Regions from separate parts of the Nothobranchius furzeri genome. Here region 2 is linked to region 1. Evidence: chromatin contacts called from public Hi-C data. All regions are on one chromosome and are shown on one strand. Each heading gives the region's core, a stretch centred on a gene start, on an enhancer-like site or on the middle of the called end of the contact. The rest is flanking DNA. Distances are from core to core; before and after follow the strand shown.

What was found. Hi-C and Micro-C count contacts between places; a contact is called where the count stands out from the background.
Region 2: a Hi-C map of skeletal muscle shows a contact between it and region 1, with 9 times the contacts expected there. The contact joins the promoter of mid1ip1a here to the promoter of atp6ap2 in region 1. A contact is called at or near these places in 2 of 2 Hi-C or Micro-C datasets (skeletal muscle and tail fin).

The regions. Positions count from the first base shown.
Region 1 is chr14:27,616,549-27,623,425 of NfurGRZ-RIMD1, reverse strand. atp6ap2 (ATPase H+ transporting accessory protein 2) reads left to right here and starts at 1,442. Exons shown (of 11, transcript XM_015966079.3): 1 at 1,442-1,595; 2 at 2,377-2,507; 3 at 2,596-2,724; 4 at 2,798-2,893; 5 at 2,996-3,133; 6 at 3,246-3,299; 7 at 3,382-3,531; 8 at 3,605-3,724; 9 at 4,017-5,430; 10 at 6,063-6,152; 11 at 6,250-6,833. The coding sequence starts at 1,523. The coding sequence ends at 4,211.
Region 2 is chr14:27,792,643-27,799,478 of NfurGRZ-RIMD1, reverse strand. mid1ip1a (MID1 interacting protein 1a) reads left to right here and starts at 1,382. Exons shown (of 2, transcript XM_015966075.3): 1 at 1,382-1,486; 2 at 1,614-2,997. The coding sequence starts at 1,804. The coding sequence ends at 2,289.

The sequences.
Region 1 (6,877 bases), core at 193-2,692:
ATTTGTAATAACAAAAATAAAACTTTTCAAACTAACACTTTTAAACACACACATGAGCAATGGTTTGAGGCCTTTTTTCCGTCTTGCAGAGATTCTCGTGCCTTCCTAAACAGCTTTTTGTAAAGCATGACCTGTGTGAACTCTTCATGGTGGGCACTTGGAGTTGACTAGATGCATGTAATGAGCTTTGATTGGGCTCACAGGACTCACCCAACAATGATTGGCTGCACAGCTCGAGCATTCTTTCCTCCTCTCTCATGAAAGTCTGCATTCAGTCAGTGAATATTTGGATAAAAAAGCTACAGCAGACGAGAGTCGATCTGTGTCACAGAAATAAAGCACATGGAGGCTAAACCATAGTCACATCTGCTCTGTGTTAGCAGGATTAGCTGCCAATGTCAAAATTTCAGATCCAGATAAACAGGCCATGGCTAAATTCAGGACAAATATTTACTTTTATGTTGAAGAGCTAAATAATTTCAAATGCAATTGCTTATTTTTAAGCAGCAGAGATGCTGTTGTAAAGGAAGATTTAAATATTGTAATTTCGAAATGAAGCTGGTTTAGGGGAAAAGAAATACAATGCTGACATCTTGTGGCAAACCTGTGACATTACAACAACACCAATCCACAGTCAAACCCAATTCAATTAAATTAAATTCATAAATAAAATTATATTACCATGACAATAAGAAACATCTCATGATTTTCTGCAGTTAAATCAAACGAAATATACTTTAAATTACTTTGGTTTTACAAACAGAGTTATTTTGGACCAAGATAGTACAGAAGGAACCACACAAATCAAATCACAAAGCTAATGTAAATTTCACTGGGAAGAAAAAGTTGCAATATTAACATAATAAATTTCTGCCTTAAAACAAAACACTCTTCCACTTAATTTTTTAATAAATGTGTGTTTGATACAGTCTGTATTGCACTCACATGAGAGCATCATGTGATCCAAAGAATAGGGTGTGTGTGTGTGTGTGTGTGTGTGTGTGTGTGTGTGTGTGTGTGTGGCAGATTCAGGCTGGTGATGGGACTCTGTTACCAAACTGGGGTTTGTTGTCTTTGCATGTAGAACAGATGAACAGGGTTTATCAGTTGAGCAGCAGCTTTGCTACAGTTGTGTGCTACCAAGAGGTTAAAGCCTTGAAAAAGAAGGCCGCTGATGAGGACACAGACAAGAGACGACAGACGGTGAACTATCTTGAGATTATTTGATCTTTGGTTTCTGTTGTGGTCAGATCTGCCGCCCTTTTGTGGTGATGTAGTGACATTACAAATAAAAAACCCACTGCACCTTCAAGGAAAATCGCGAATAAATAATGTCTTAAACGTCTAAAACCTAACACAGTTAATTTAAAGAAATATAGTCATAAATCTCTTTTTTTTAGCTTTTATCGAACATTAACAAGCGGTTTGTCCACTATGTAGCGGTAAGCTTAGCTACTCTGTCACAAACTCCCACAATGCTTTGCTGCACATAGCGTCAGCTGACCGACATACAAGGAGAAAGATGTCGCTGAAGAACTGCCGAAGGATGGAGGCTACATTTAACTCTATGGTTTTAGTCCTTTGTGTCCTCACCGGTAGGAACTGCACGACAACTAAAACTCTTATTAACATTTGTGTACTCTATTATAACTAACCCTTTTGTCGTCGCTTCCTTTAGGAGTTTAATCATTCAATGACCAAATACAGTCCAGTTAGCGTTGTTAGCATTCATTTACTCTGACATTTTGTCTGCCTGTGTGTTTTAGTGTTGCGTAGATATAACTATGAATGTTTTAAAGATAATAATAAACAAAAAGGGTCGTAGTGCCGGATCGCTGAGAATAATAACAGCTTTGCTCATAATAGCAGTGCTAACAGCTGGAGATTAGCTTGCAGCTAACTTTAGAACCAACAGTGAATGTGTATTTGTTTTTTCTCACAAATTGTCAAGCGACATTTAAAGTAATCTAAATCGCCAAAAAATAATTGTAATTTCTTCGTACATAGCGAAATGTTCAGCTTTGTCACGTGACTAGTTAGTTCCTCTTTATTGACTCGCATCCCTGTTGTCTCTAGTCACGAGTGGATTCTTCCATACGGGCTGGTCATGATTAAGCTCTATTTTTGTCATACATATTACTAGGACGCTTGTTATAACCTTTTTAAGGTCACAATACTCGGAAAATATACTAAAAATATGTAATTTGAGGTTATACTCATTCGCTTGACTTTCTAAAATATGATCCACCTCATTTAAGATACTTTTCATGAACAAATGTGATCTAATACACAATTGGTTAGGAGATAATATAACAGTCTAAGGATCAAGTCTGTCCCTGTGGGAAAATTGTAGTTATTTTTGCTTTTGTCCCGCAGGTGTCCTTGGAGACAGCCTTACGGTGTTGCAAGCACCAGAGTTTGTGTCTTTCCAGAAAGGGGACTGGCCGGTATCTGGGACGAAGATCCCCGACCTGGTGGCTCTTACCATGGGCTTCTCTATTCAAGAGGTGCTTTATTTACCATCTCATGTGTGTGTCATTTCTGTCCAGTTTTATTTAGGGCTCGTGGTTATTTATTTTTTTATTATTCACACAGGATTTGACTTGGCCCGGCCTTCAGGCTGGTCCTTTATTCCAGCGACCTCGAGCTAACGTGCTTGTGGTAGTGAGAGGAGTCGACAGCTTGTCCTTTCCTCAGAGCGTTGCCTCGTACCCCCTGGAGAACGTAAGTCAGACCAACACCAGAAATGTGAAATTCTAGCTTAATATTGAGTTTAGAGTTATCTTCTCTCTTCCAGCCGGTACCCTTTACCCTGGACAGTGTTGCAGAGACTGTTCACTCTTTGTTTGCTGAGTACACCCCTGTCGTGCTGCAGCTGGCTCCCAGCGAGGAGGTAAAAACAAATCCAGTGTACAACAGGAAACTACAAATTTCTGGGGCAATACTGTAAAGGCAAATGTTTCTCATATTCCTAAGCTTTTGTTTTCCCTTTCAGCGACTTTACATGCTCGGCAAGGCCAATGCCGTGTTTGAGGACCTGCCGGTCACCCTGCAGCAGATCCGTGCTCGGCTGTCGCAGGACAGCTCCGTGCTGACCTCGCTTCCACTCAATTCTCTCAGCAGGAATTCAGAAGTTAGTCGATGACTGCCGTGACGCCAAATCTAACATTTTGAGATGCATCCCTCTCCTAACAGCAGAATTTTGTTTTGTTTGTTTTTGTAATCAACACTCATTTTGTTTTCAGGCTGATCTGCTCTTCCTGTCTGAGGTTCAAGTACTGCATGACATCACCGCTCTGGTAAGTCATCATTCATGGCTGAAACTTTTATTTTTGTCTTGATAAAAACTCCCCCCCCCCCCCCCCCCCCCCCCTTCTGTAGCTACAGAGACACAAACATCTGGCCAAGGACATCTCCCCTGACCTCTACTCCTTGGAGCTTTCTGGTTTGGAGGAGTTGAGTCGGCTTTATGGCACAGATTCTCCTCAGTACCGCGATGCCACCTCCATCATAGCCTCTGTCCTTCAGAAAGTAAGGACTCTGAAGCTGATGCTGCCTAACTGTTTACTTTAACCTGATATAAACCACATTTTTTTTATTACAGTTTGGGGAGGATATGTATCGTCTCTATGGCAACGGTGCCGTGGTGGAGGTTGTCACAGTGAAGACCTTTGAGGCTCCTTTGATCAGGAAGTCCCGTTCAATCCTGGAATCTAAGCAGATTGTAAGTCGACTTTAAAATTCTGCACTGGTTCAGTAAAATGGTAAAAAAAAACAAAAATCTAATTATGCCTAAAATAGTCGCTCTAATTCATTAAAATATTTAACGTGGTACTCCTGGATTTCTGAATGTCTTTGACAGCATTTTATTTCTTCATTAATAATTGTCTGTGTCGTGTTTGCATGTGAGATAAAGCATGGGGGCAAGTAGATGTGGTTGTTTGGACTTGTTGGGCTAAGTGGGATTCATATGGGACTTCCTATAGGTGACACTTTGACTTGTTGAATGTTTCCAGAGCAACCCAGGCCGCCCTTACAACCTGGCCCACAAGTACGGCTTTCAGTACGCTGTCATCTTCAACATTGTGCTGTGGCTGATGATCGCTCTGGCCCTCGCCGTCATCGCCATCGCTTACAATCTGTGGAACATGGACCCTGGATATGACAGCATCATCTACAGGATGACTAATCAGAAGATCAGGATGGACTGAGTCCTGACCGCCAACACTCCCGGTGTCTCCTTGAAGCTCCTATGTGAATGTTTGTGTTTTGTGTGTTTGAGGTCTTCTGCAGTGAAAACGTGTGACGGTTGGATGGGACGAAGAGCATGATGAATACTTTCACCTTCCTTCTTAACGTGCTGAGCTGATGATATGAACACATTTTTTTTTAACATCAGAGTAGTGGTCCTGAAACGTATCTACAGCGATGTTATCTGTCCCGAGTTTAGAACAGACTTCCTCTCCTCAGCTTCACAGCTCTCATCATTCCTCCTCGCTAACTTGGTTTCTTTAGCGACTGCATCTATTTTCCCTCATGAAGATAAAATATGTCCTAATGTTGTGAAAGAGTGATATTTGTTTTCATTGTGGTGTTGATTTGTTATGTTTAAATTAAATTAAATCTATCTGTATATATTGAAAACACACGTTTGCAGAACTGCTGTGCTTTTATTGTGAAATATTGTGTTCAGGTGTGTTTGTGCTTCTAATTAAAACAAATATTTGTTGGATCACAGAAAAGGTTGATCATACATGATGTGTTAGTAACACTGTATAAGGACAGCTCTATAAATGCTTTAAAATAAAGTATTACATTGACCTCCCTGATGTTTACTCATTATAGAAGATATGCTTTTTTGATTTCTGATTTTTGAGTAAATTATGTACTCCGATATGTAATTGTTATACGGGACTGTAGGGTAGGATGAAACTCCAAAAATAAAACTGCATAAATAAGATTTATTCAAAGAAAACCACTTCAAATTCACACGATTCTAGATACACAGAAAAACATGTAAAAGAAAAATAAAATAATTAAATTGTGGCAAATCAATCACAGATTTTTGCTGAGTCATCCTAGTACACCCACGATCAGATCATCAACGACGTTGGGCGGGATTGTATCACATGTACTGCAACCTCTTAGCCAATCAGAATTCCGACAGATAAGATAAGCCCCGCCCTAACTTAATTTACTGCATGTAATTGGTTGTTTCTCTTTCCGTGTCCCCGGGTGTTTATAGTTACGTCCGGTGTCGGTACAGGATCTGCTCGGGTGCAGACCAGACACCGGAGCTCTGTAGGCTGAAACAGAAAGCAGGTAGGTAGATAGCTGGTTTAGAGAGAAGATCAGGCTAATTTTCACTGAAAGGATAATAGAAAGGACACCGAAAAACCCAACAAACCATGGTGTGACTTATCATAAAAGGTAAGATTTTATAATTAGATATTCATGACCACACCCGTTAGACCAGAAAAACAGCTTCCCTTCTTCACAGAAGAAGAAATGTATTTTTGAATAACTGTTGTGGTACGAAAAACAAAGTACAGTTACAGAGTTAATTACACAAATAAAACGGGTTTTAAAAAAATCTTTGAAGTGGAGTTGAGCGTTTCCGATAAACAGGGAGTGGTTTCAGAAAGCCTTCAAAATAAAACATGCTATTTTACACATGCTAACATTTATTCCTACTACTTTAGTCTGGAATTTAAACCTGATTTGTTGAATTTCAGAAATGTCCCCACTATAAAGGTGCTGTACAAACAAAGTAACATGGACATTTTGGTCTTAAACTCCTGGAAAGTGGCAATTTATCAATAATAATAATAATATCTAAAATTCAGTATAGAGGCTGTGGAAAAATATTAATTGAAAAGTAAATGTTGAATTTCAGTATGGGATTTTTATTTTCTTTTGCTCATAGAACAAAGACAAATCTAAAAATGATTAATTTGTACAAGGATAGGGAAAAATCCAAGAAAATGTCTCTAAACTTAAAGTTTAAATACTCTTAAAATACTCGCAAAATAATACATACATTTTTTCATTATTTAATTTAGCTTGCAGCTACGTGGTCAGGAAGATCCGGGCGTCTGCCACTGATGGGGAGCGACAGGAAGAGCCCAGCCACATGCCATGTAGTCTAAAAGGTAAGATAATGAGAAATCTTTCTCTAAAGTTAAATTTTTAGTTGTGTGGTGGCAATTACAGGAACTGTTGAATATAACTCATGTGTTTTCCTCGTAGCTCAGAAGAAAGAGGAGCAAAGGACAGTGGGATCGTCCTCGGCTACTGTTGCACTGATCCCAGGATCGGGTGAAGTGGATGGAGCAGCGGCCTCAGGGAGGACTCTGGAGACCTCGGTGCAGCCGTACGGCTCCTGACGTTAACATCTGGCTGGATACTTGAACTGTAGTCAACTGAATTTTTAATCTTTTACTTTTCAGGATCAAAGTTGCACACAGTTAAAATGTCAAGCCCAGAGTGACACTCGATGGGCCGATTCACAGCAAACATTCTGATGCTGCAGAAAAAAGTGCAATTAATAATAATGGCAATTAGAGTTTGTCGCTTCTTGTAATGTAAGGAAAGCTTGAAGTTATTTCTTCCTGTCTGTGGTTGTCATTTTGTTTCCTGTGAATGGCCTGTATTCATGTACTGCAGCGTTTGATGGCAGACTCACCAACCTCTGTGCCCAGAGGCTGAGTAGGCCTGATGTTTCTGCTGTGACATCAATTCAAATGGTTTTAATATTTGCTACTATTTAACATCTGCATAGCTTTAGATATGAGATCGACTCTAACTTTGCAAATAAAGCCTTTCAAACTGCTTTTCTTCAGCGAAATTCTTGTGAATCTTAAACGTGATTTTAATC
Region 2 (6,836 bases), core at 133-2,632, 180 kb before region 1:
TTCAATATAAATATATAACGAGCCTTTTACTTTTTAAATTGTGTATATATTTGTTAAGTTTAATATTTAAGAGAGTTTCTACCCGCTAGCCACCGAAGCTGCAACTTATAAGCAACAATAGATAACTTCTTTGGATCTAAAAAAACATTTTAAATTAGTTGACTTACTTTTAAACTTGAAATTTGCCCCCGAAGTAGCTGCCGACTTTTGATCCGCCATCCTTTTCAAAATACTGCTGTGTATTGTGGGTAATTTTTGACCAAGGCTAGGCTACAAGACACCTCTTGCTCAGCTAGCTAAACGGCTAACAAGCGGAGAACACACGCCTCGGTAGAACATGAACATTGGAACACGTCTTGGTGGCTCCTGATGACGTATCTCCTAGGCAACCGAGGCAGGGCAAGGCATCAAGGCGAGGTTCCTTGGCACTGAGAAACACCCCAAACCTTTCCATCTGAAGCTCAGCTGTGATGTGGCTCAGAAGAAGAAGAAAATATCATTTCTATAGCGCCTCTCTAGATAAAAATCACGAGGCGCTTCACAAAAACAAAAAATATAAAAATTGTAAAGATATAAAAAAGCATTTTAAAAAAGCTCACTTCTAGTTTCTGGTGCGCCGGTGTTTTTTCTCCCCTTTCCGAGAAATACTTACAAAGCATTCATTCCTACTAGAGACCACTACAAATGTATTGATTAAATGAGTGTTCCACATTTTTAAAGGAGCCACAATTGTAGTGTGTACAAGTGACCTTAGACATATTTCTGAGACTTTTCTAAAACCCTTTAAAGGTTTTTATTTGTGCTTTAGTAGTGCCTGCAGTAGAATATTTACTTTTCATGAGCCTGGGAGTTTTGCTCATGATCTAAACAAATCTTGTGGTCATTGATGAGATTTGAAACCTGGATGGAGCAGGAAATAGGAAGTCCAGGACCCAGGACAGACTGGATCAAACCCCTCATTATTGCAGAAGTCCTGGTTCATTGGTCCACCTCTTGCTTCTTCTGAACAGTACATCCTGAAAATTCTCGAGCATTAATATAAAACCTATTGCCATGCCACCATGAATTAGACAAAACGTGGTTTAAAGTGTGCCTTCTCACCTGCAGCCCTACGTGACTGTTTCTTCAGAGCAAAACCATAACAGGGATCTGATCTTGATGACATTAGATAACTTCTATCTGAACTTTCTAAGTTCACAGGTGAACTTTTTTTTTCAAACCTTGAGAACTGCCCTGTGTGCAGCATCGTGTGCAGCCGGCATCTTTTTTTTTTCTGTGTGTGACCACGCCCTCCCAAAGCCATCCTCGGCCTCTGATTGGCTGATCAGAGGCCGGAACAGTGGGCCGATGACTCTCTGGATGAATATTCATGCAAATTCTTCACACCTACGCCCATCAGCGGTTTTGCTCATCAGAACAGAATGTGAGAAATGCTGGAGTCTCTCACCGGAAGAGAAATCAAAGAACAGACTCCAGTTTCTGCTCGGTGAGTAGAAAACTTTGCGATGTTAAACTGTGTTTTTGCCCTGCAGCTACCCGCTGGCGGTCTCTCCTCATCCAGAAAACGTCCCAGATCTTTGTGCTCATCTGTTCCTATCTGTGTGTCACTTCAGGTCATTTGTGTCCGGTTACACTTGCCGAAACTCGCTAAACAAGTTTCTGGAACCCCGCCTTTGCCGCTCGCTCCACCTGTAGCCCTGTACGTATATAAGGAAGTCAGCACCGCAGTCAAGGGAAGCAACACCAACGAAGACGCACTTCTTTCAACTCAACAAGAACTGAGAGAAAGAAACTAAAAGCAAAATGATGATGCAGCTCCCAGAGACCCCCAACCAGAAGAACTCCCTCTTCAACGCCATGAACCGCTTCATCGGCGCGGTAAACAACATGGACCAGACCATCATGGTTCCCAGCCTGCTACGGGACGTCCCGCTAGACGAGGACAAAGAGGTAGCCTCTCTGAAGTCGGACATGGACGAGGGGGACATGTACAGCTACTACCAGCTGCTCAAGTCCATCCGCACGGACATCGAGTGGGGGGTCCGGTGCGCATCGGTGGACGAGGGGCGCACGCGCTCAAGCTCTTCCGCGTCCACCTCATCCACCGCGTCTTCCGCTTCATCACTGTCATTCGAGGAAGAGGAAGAGGAGGACGACGAGGACTTGGAGAAGCAGTTTCAGTTCCACCTGACTGGGCTGCAGGGAGTGCTGTCCAAACTCACGCAGCAGGCCAACTCCCTAACCAAACGCTACAAGAAGGAGATTGGCATCGGAGGATGGGGCCAGTGAAAACGCACAGAAGCTGGGTTTCCCTCCCACTGACTTGAGCCTTTTTCTACTCCTTCAGCCGTGTCTGTGCTGTTGCTGCTGATGATATTCATGAGCAATTATTTAAGTGGCAGTGAACAACAGCTCCATCTCAGGCCTGCACGGTGTGTTGGTGTCACCACTGAACTTGTCGTTTGCACTCCCAACTTGTTTAGCATTCAGGTCCTGTCAGATAAAACTTATTTAAGCCTCTATTTAATGCTATTTATTACCTCACAATGTACGTTCAAGAGACTATAATGCCTCAGGAAAAGGAGAAGGTGTTCGATCCAGACGTTTGAGCCACCCCCATCTGAGGAGAGAGAGGGGGAATACTGACACAAGATTCTGCATCCTTTATTTGTGATGGTGATGATGTCGGTGTGTTCACATGGATTTGTCCCTCTGCTTCTTTTTATCTGAGGTGTTTTATTTTTGCTTGTAAGGAGGCAGATGCTCGTCGCATCCGTCGATGATCTCGTGTCCTACATGGTCAATGAACTGGAATAAACTCATCTTCTGCAAGGAGGACAGTGAGGATTTCCAGGAGATGATGTCTTTGTTGTTGTTGTCATTTAGCCTGCTTGGTATTATAGGTCCATCTGTCAAAACAAGAAATTACTTTAAAAAAATGCACTTTTTGCAGTGTTTTTTACTGATGTTTCTCCAATAAACTTTTATACAAATGTCCTTTTTGGTGTTGTCACTTTTTACACAGTTGTCATTTACTGATAAAACAGTGGAAGAACTATACTGTTTTAAATATAAGATCCAAGAGACTCCTGCTTTGCATAGCTGCTCCAACACCCCTTATTCAAAGACAAAATCACCTCAACACATCCTCTATCCTGTAAATCACCCATTGATTTAAACCAGGTGTGTAGTTGCAGGTAAACAAAAAATCATGCAATAGTGGTGTTTTGCAAAACATGAAAATCCAATGCATAACTGAAATAGAAGTAGTCAAATATATTTTGGGATTTGTTAGATGGATGTGAATTCCTCTGGTGTCAATTTTATCAAACTAAAACTGAAACAAATCAAAGATCTACACAGAAATGCTGCCAAACAAGTTGTGTTATCTGAAACATTTGTGTGAAACTTTCTGAACAAATTCAATGTGTTTCAAAAATGCTTTTGCAGGAAAAACATGTCAAATTGAAACATTTTTCCAAACTTGCTCTCAATCCTGGTCCCGGTTTCCATTATGTTTTAGTTTTAACCCTAGTTCAGCACACCTGATTTCAATCAGCAGGTGATTAACAGGCTTCTGCAGAGCCTGATGAGCTGCTGCTTAGGTGATTCAACCACTGAATCAAGTGTGTTAGAACAGAGGAACAACTAAAATGTAAAATGTGCTGGACACCGGCCCTCCAGGACCAGGATTGGGCACCCCTGTTAATTCAAAGTTTTGTGCAAATGACTGAGCAGTGCTGTTTCCTTTGTCATCACATAAGTGTGCAAAATACAAATGTTGACATGCATTTTCTTTCACTTCCACGTATATAAGAATACATCTGAGATTTGTAAACACTAAAAATAAGGAACTGATTGAGCAGTGGTCATTAAATTTGATGTACTGGTGCAAAAGAAAATATTTGAAATGCAAATGCTCTAAAATGTATAAAACATACTGATATTCATAACTAAACAAGATTCTCTCTATAGACTCTTAACAATTCAAACTTAAAAATGAAAAGAAAATATATGATGATTGGTTTCCAAAACATGACATATTTTTTTGTGTTTAAGAGATTTAATTTCTTAGTTAAATTATTTTTCAATGACAGTATGAATAACCAGATCAGTTTTAAAAATAAGTTTGGTTTCTATTTTTCCTAAAACAAGTTGCAGTGCATGGTGGTTCTAGAGCCAAAACAGCAACAGAATGACATCAGCTGTTTATTCTTTGGTTAAAAATCTTCTTAAATATCTCAATCCTGTTGTATTATCTGCATTTTGAGGAGAAAAGCAATCAGGATTTGCACATAACACCATCAATGTGTGAATCTAAGCTGATCCCAGTCACCAAACAATGCTGAGAAGAGTTGGATTGAGATGTCCCTGCAGGTTAAGGAATGCTGGTTGTCTGTTCAGTTTCAGGTTGAACCACAGAAACTACAGAAAATCCCAGTTTGTTTTCTATTATAAGAAGTGAAAGAGCATTTGTGAAAGATCTAGTAGCACTTTTTGCTTTCAGGTCTTGGATTGACAACACTCCATGTGTGGTTTGATTACAACTCAAAGTAAAAAAAAGTGTTAAAAAGAGGGAAAAAGATTAATTTCTGTGTCTGCAGATGTGTAGTGTTATGTAACGCCTCGCCATGAACAAAAGCAAAAAATAACGGATTTCATTCATTGTAGTCTGGCTGATTCATAGTGACATTGGGTGCAGCTGGGCTTTTACCAACACAATAAGCCAACAGAGTGCCACACACCCACTTTCACATTTCATTCTCTCTTTTTTTCCTTGCACACACGGAACTGAAAGACACTATCAATCTTATTCATGCAAAGTTTCCTTTGCAGTTACATTCCTTTTAGACGGACTACATTAGATGAGAGAATAAAAAGGCCACTTTATATAAATCTTAGTGTATCCCCATCATGGGCGCCTCCAGAAAATTTTGATAGGGGTGGCCAGACAGGGCCAAAGAAATTTTTGGGGTGGCACACCAAATTGGTCCTTGTGGTAACTCTGGGAGAGTTTAGCCTGTGGCGATGTGTTGCATTGCTCCTTTATTTGTTTTTATTTTAAAAATAACAGTATCCAAAACATTTAAAGAGCGAGTCACCCCTAACAGATTCTTACCCAACTCCCACTTCCTGTTTGAAAAATGCTGTTGCCTAGCAGACCGAGAAGGCTGAGATAACAAATACACACACACACAGGCTCACAACGACACTGTGACATCATATGGTACCAGCTAACGTTCTAGGGTACCTCTTAGCCAATAGCAATGGCAGATTTAAATTCAAATGCAGTGCAGAGTTTTTACCTGACAATGGCACAACACTGACAGTTTTAGGCAGAAAATTAAAATTTTAACTAAAATTCACTAAAGTGCAAAACTATTGACTACACGTGTTTGCAGCATGATTAGACAAGCATTTAAAGTTGATTTGGGGGTGACTTGCTCTTTAACTTTAATTTTATAAACGCAAACATTTCAGTAAAATAAATTTTAGTTATTTAAAATGTTGTTTATTTTTTTAATGTAATTGTTTTAGTTTAATTCATTTTTTCAATGGTGAGCAGCAGAAACATTTGTATTTTATTTTTATTCAGCTCATTTATTTGCTCATTTATTGTATCATTTTTATGTTTTGAATAAATAAGATCAATTTATTAGATTGATTAGAAGATCAATTTATGGTTTGAGTGAACATTAACATAATTTATTAACACTGGCTTTTGCTGGGGAGGCCAGCAATTTTCTAGGGGTGGCCATGGCCACCCCTTGGGGGCGCCATTAATCTCCGTGGATATTTGACACTCACGATTATAGTAAATTTTATAAAGCTACCGAATGCTAAAGCTAGCCGTTAATTAAGTCCTGGCTTTCTAGGGTCCTGACATTCTGAAACATTTTTAAAGAGCACGTCACCCCCAAATCAACTTTTTTTTTGTTGATAAATTATATAAATCGCTCTGTAGACACATGCAGTCAATAATTTGGCACTTTAGTTAATCTTAGTTAAAATTTAAATAATCTGCCTAAAACTGTCAGTATTGCGCTGTCGTCAGGTAAAAACTGCACTGCATTTTAATTTAAATCTGCCATTGCTATTGGCTAAGAGGTACACTATGACATTAGCTGGTACATTATGATGTCACAATGCTGTTGTGAGCCTGTGTATGTGTGCATATGTTAGCAGCTCCACCCTCTTGGTCTTCTATGTTAGCAGCTCCACCCTCTTGGTCTTCTATGTTAGCAGCTCCACCCTCTTGGTCTTCCAGGCAACAGCATTTGTTGCATTTTTCAAACATGAAGTGAGAGTGGAATAAGACTCTGATAGGGGGTGACTTGCTCTTTAAAAATGGCCTTGAGCAACAATTCTCCAGATATTTTAAGATTTTCTTTTGAAGCATTGGTGTCTTTTGACTCATAAAATTCACATTTATCAGACCTGACGAAATAACACAAGTGGACGATGAAAAGAAAAGGTGGCAAGCCAAAAGAATCCCAAAACGATCAACGGCTTCTGAAGGATTCAGTTTAGATGAGAAACAAGACCGTAAGCCTAAACCTTCAGCTGCTATATCTTCAAAAATTTCATTGAATAGACCTTTGAGATAAACTTTTTAATGAAAAACAAACAAAAAGTCATTAAAAAATTCCCTAACTTTTGGGATTGTCAAACTTTACCTTTTATTTTCAAAAAGGTTACAAAAAATCAGAAAGATGTATAGTTTTGCACACAGTAAAAATGCTTGTAAACATTTTTTTGTAAAACTATTTGTATGATAGACTTCAGTAAGGATTGTTTTTCCATATTTTAGTTCTGTAGACGGATGAGATCTAGAA